Linked DNA regions of Muntiacus reevesi: region 2 is linked to region 1. A link is a contact called in public Hi-C data. All regions are on one chromosome and are shown on one strand. The core of a region is the stretch at or near the end of the contact, and the rest is flanking DNA. Distances in the headings are between cores, read along the strand shown. Region 1 holds the start of INO80 (INO80 complex ATPase subunit). Region 2 holds the start of OIP5 (Opa interacting protein 5).

Evidence for each region. A called contact is a pair of places that touch in the nucleus more often than the background predicts.
Region 2: a Hi-C map of muscle shows a contact between it and region 1, with 3 times the contacts expected there. The contact joins the promoter of OIP5 here to the promoter of INO80 in region 1. A contact is called at or near these places in 2 of 3 Hi-C or Micro-C datasets (blood and muscle).

What each region holds. Positions count from the first base shown.
Region 1 is chr7:35,461,897-35,464,409 of mMunRee1.1, forward strand. INO80 (INO80 complex ATPase subunit) reads right to left here and starts at 1,255. Exons shown (of 36, transcript XM_065940899.1): 1 at 782-1,255.
Region 2 is chr7:35,609,684-35,612,196 of mMunRee1.1, forward strand. It overlaps OIP5 (Opa interacting protein 5), which reads right to left and starts at 1,256. Exons shown (of 5, transcript XM_065940418.1): 1 at 794-1,256; 2 at 514-580. The coding sequence starts at 1,115. It overlaps NUSAP1 (nucleolar and spindle associated protein 1), which reads left to right and starts at 1,383. Exons shown (of 11, transcript XM_065940414.1): 1 at 1,383-1,584. The coding sequence starts at 1,492.

The sequences.
Region 1 (2,513 bases), core at 5-2,504:
ACACAACTAGACAGTGTTTGAATCAAAGAATTCGGCAGAGCTGGCTGTTAAACTAAAATAGTGAGTGCCTTCTTAGAACCTCTCACTCCTAAACTGTAGGGGGCTTCCACCCTCGCTGATTACGGAAGTAGTAGTTTTCAACAGCGACCTCAAGAAGGAACGTCAAATTGGATGACACTTGCCTAGACGCCCTACAAAGGCCAAAAAGCCTAGAAGGGGTGACACCTACACACTCCTAAGTGTGCGCACGTGTTAGGCTGCACCCAGCCAACACCAACAAGCAAAATGGACCATTCACCCAGATCCCAACTCGCACCCATAAACTGACACACTATCCAGCCCTTAGAGCTCATTTGTTTAAAAGGACAGACACAGCAGTCCACACCGGGTTCCCACTCGAGCCCAACCAGCCCCCGCCCTGCCCCACCCCACCCCCAAACCCACACACGTGTTAGCCGACACCGCCCCACCGGGTCCCACGTGCACCTGGTCTAACACACTCCTCACGTGTGGGCACCCCACGGGCTTTCTCGGCTGGCCGAGGTCACCGCGTGACCCCGGGCCTCCAGAGGTAGGAGAGATTAAGAACAAGGCCGAGATCCCTGAGGTCCCAACCCTGCGAGGAGTGTCCACACCCATCCTCCCTACTAACCCCAACAAATCCCAGGGCCGGGGGCGACGGCCCCTTTAAGACGCGGCCCAGTCGTCGCCCACAGAGAGGGGCGCAACGGGGCCTACACAACCCCCCCTCCGTTCGTCCGCCCACGTCTAGTCGCCTCACCTCGGGCCGCCGGGCCCCGCCGCCGCGGCGGCGGCGGAGGGGGGGCGGGGTGCGGGCGGGGTCCGGAGGGGGGGGTCGCCCCGCCGACGGTGGAGCCGCGGTTCGCTCTCTGAGGCCGTGGGACGGAGACTGCGTTGGGCGTGGACGCTCCTAGCTCGCTCCTTCGGCGGCTCCTGGGACCCCAAGATGGCGGCGGCGCTGAGGCGGCTGCGGGCGCTGGGCCGGCGGCGGCGGCGGCCACTTTCACTCACTGAGAGGAGCGGAGCAGGGACACGGGGAGCCATGGCGGGGGGGAGGAGAGGCGCCATAGCCAGGCCAGAACAATCGAGCCGCTACTCAGTAGGCTTACCCCCGCCCCGCCCACGCTCACTGCTCGTCGCCAGCCCGTGGCCGTCCGCAGTGCCGCTGCCGTCGGCCTCGTGCAGCTCGCACCCCGCCGCTGCCGCCTGACGCCCCGCGCGGACCGGGGTTCGGGGAAAGACCCTGATCCATGCCATCTGATGGCAGATTGGTCGGGGCTGGGACTGGCGAAGATTGCCGAAAGGCGGCGGGGAGGAGGAGGAGGATGTCATCGCTAGAGTGAGCAAGCAGATCTCGCGGGAGCAAATGTCGCGAGACCTCTCTGATCTGCAACTGCCAAAGAAAGGTTACTTTTCCCGGAAGTAACGTCAGTCCAAACGGCCCGGGATCCTGGGAATGTTTGTTGCTGCAAATGGAAGTGGGAGGGTACTTGTGATTAGTTTGTTAACGGCTACCAAACACAGCTCAGTTCACTTGAGGAAATGTGTAGGCTCAGGTGTTATATTTTACATTGTTTTTGGTCCCTTTGGGCAGGGTTGTATATTGTGGGGAAGGCCCTGCTCTGTAGGACCACTCTTAACACAGTAGTTTGGGGCTCCACTTTGGGTTCAGCAACCAAAACTGCGATGCTGTGGCACAGTTGGGCAAGGTACCTAAGTGAAGGCTTTAGGATTCAAGCACTGGGAATACACAGACCCGTCATCAAAAATGTCCCAGTATTCTAACACCCACCCAATGAGCCTCCGAAAAGGGAGTAATTTACCTGTCTGCCAACTCAACAGTTTGCACCCTCTGCTGCCCACATTTACTAAAATTAATGCAACTCAGTTACCAGCATCTGTGATGAGAAGTACCTAGTGTACAGTCTAATTGCAGGTAAGGATTAGAAGAACTTAATGAAAGTTAACTATTTCATTTCCTTTATGTCTCATGGTTTAATTCATTTAATTCTGGCCCTTAGCGTTTAAACAAAACAACATTTGTTAAAGTCATAAGTAGCCTTCTTGTGCCAAATTCGCTGGACTTTGAAAAGTTAAAAATTTGCTTAAAGGCAAAAGTACACACCTTCTGGGGACTCTCCTGGTGGTCCAGTGGTTAAGAATCCTTGCAGTGCAGAAGGATTCAATCCCTTTTTGGGAAACTAAAATCCTGCATGTAGTGGAGCAACGAAGATCCCATGTATGCAACTAAAACAAGATGCAGATTAATAAGTATTTTTTAAAAATTACACCCTTTGTGAAAGAGACAAGGGGATGTAAGAACACACACAAATACCTGCTCATTTGTCAGGGAGAGGAGTCAACACCAGCTCATTTGTCAGGGGGAGGAGTCAGGGGATACACCAGAAGTTAAAGGGAATTATGTCCTGTATGAGAAGGGTGGGGAGAAGGGGAGAATGGGGACAAGGTTGCAGGATTAACAGGGGAGTGGC
Region 2 (2,513 bases), core at 6-2,505, 150 kb after region 1:
TACAGACATGATACAAAGTTCACCAGGCAGTATTCAAGGACATAACTTTCAACCTGTGTTTTTCTCCAGGTTCCTAGGTTACAGCAGAATTAGTCCTGCTGTAGTTTATTACAAATTCCTGGTTTAATGCAAGTGTATAAGTCCTAGTTATGTCAAATGATTATAGTTTATAAAAAATGATTTTCACTATACACTTAAAGATCATTTTCTCCTTTTTTCCCCTCCTAGACATAATTTTCTTAAATTCACTTCACTTGCACAACCCACGAGGGAAATGTGGCCCTCAGAAGATCTTAAAACCTTTACACAAATATCTTTTCCGTTTAATTAAAACATCAAGCTTGTACGAGACAATCAGTAAACGAAGCATCCTTTAAATACACTGTATGACGGTACAGACTTTTCTCCCAGTGGGAGATAGGAGAAAACTTCTCGTCCAAGTCGGTTCCACGCTCTTCAACCTCAATAAGTCAGGGAATAACTAGAGACAGTTCTGGAATTTTCAGTACGCACCTGCCTCTGAGCGAGCCTTCAATCCCAACTAGGAACGGAGCCTCCAAAACTACATTATTTGTGACTCCTAGAAGACAAACACAGGTCAGAATGGCTATATGTGAGGCACTGAAAGGGAAAGCCTCTGCCAGCCAGAAAGGCTCATCATGGCCACGAATATCATAAAAAGTTATTCGCCCCCCGCTCCTGGCAAAGGAGTTAATTTCCTTCCAAATTTTCATCCCGCTTTCCTCCCAGCCGGCTCTCAGTCACCCAGTGAGAAGCCGCCGCGCTCACTCACTGGAGAAGACCACGGCCCCGAGGGACCGCGACAGGTCCCAGGCGAGGTGCACAGAGTCAGCGAGCACGGCGTGGCACTGCGCGCACTGGAACACCGCGCACCGCTCGGGCTGCAGCCATCGCGGCAGCCGCGGGCGGGACGGCCGCTCCTCTAGTCCCAGCCCTGCGGGGCCGACCGGCGAAGACCCTTTCACCACTTGCGTGTCCCACTCCATGGAAGTCGTAAAAGAAGGTTCATCAATCGCCTTCTTAGCCCTATCACAGAAGTCACCCCGTGGCTGCTTTGCAATTCCAGAGATAGGCCTCCGCGGCCGAGCAGCCATCTTCCCGCAGCCGGCGCCAACGTTTCAGACTATTCAGGCCCCGCCCCAAGTTCGGTTCCTGCGTCCTCATTGGACAACGTGAACCGGGGGCTCTGCCGCGCACTTTGTTGCCTGGACACGCCGTTTGGCGCCTAGATTTTGGGAAGGTGTGGAGGAGATCGTGGGTCAGGTGGAAGGGAAGTCAACCATTCTATTGGTCAGCACCAGAAGACCCCGCCTTTAACGCATTTTTAACCAATGGAAGTGCAGCTTACGTAGTTTAAACTCTCTATAAATATCGGTTTGGTCAACGCTTAGAGTGGCGCCAGAGCGTTGAGCGGCGCTTTAGCAAGTTAAGTACGGGACCTCTGCGTGGTTGCCTGGATTGCAGTTCGCCATGATCGTTCCCTCCCTGGAGGAGCTGAACTCCTTCAAGTACAGTGACCTGCAGAACTTGGCCAAGAGCCTGGGCCTCCGGGCTAACCTGAGGGTACGGGGCCGGTGACGGGGGGGTTAGGATATGCGGCTTCTTTGAGACGCTGTGGGAGGGGACCGAGCGGGAATTTCGAGGGCTGAGATGACTGTCCCGGCCCTGGGGCGGTAGATTTTGGTTCACCCAAGGGTCCAAATAACTGCAAAACCGAGACGGTGTCAAAGTTTTCACCTTTGTTGAGGCTGACTCTTACAGGGATTCAGAAAGATCCCCGCCTCCAAAATTGTTTGCTTTGGTTTTATTGGGAGTACTGTGATATTTATCAGGCCATCGGTTAGGAAACGCAGGCCCTTTAGAAAACTAAAGGAATGCTGCTTCTAAACGCATCTAAACGCCAATTAATAGGCAGTCGCGAAAAACTCCAAACAGTTAACAGTTTTGTAAATTGTTAAGAGGTCCCAAAATTTCCTGCTGCTTGAATGGAAGACCTGGAAGAAAGGATGATTTTTAGGGAACCTCCCCCATGGATAAGTTTTTATAACTCAGCTCTGATTGAGTAGGATCGTTCGTCTATTGGTCATTGTTGTGGTAGTGTTCTATTCAAAACCGGTGAGGTCTTTGACTCTGATACTGCCAAACGTTTGGGGCAAAATGTTCAATTCGGGATTGGATGTATATATTGTTCTGTATATTTAGTGGAGTTTTCCCACATAATATTGACGTATACTCTGGAGATTTATTCTGCAAGCTGTAGTATTTAAACTGAACAAAGTCTTAATTCCTTAGTTTAAGTCCCTTAATTTTTTTTGCAGTCTGGCTGGAATCTTTTATCCAAGGCAGCAGCATCCAGACTGCTGCGTGAACACTTGGCATCTTTGTCCATCTTTCTGCCTTTGCTATTCTGATCCTTTGGCCTCAGATCCCTTTCTCTCTCCTTTATCTGCATGAATAATTTCCAATTACTCTTCACAGTCCAACTGAAATGT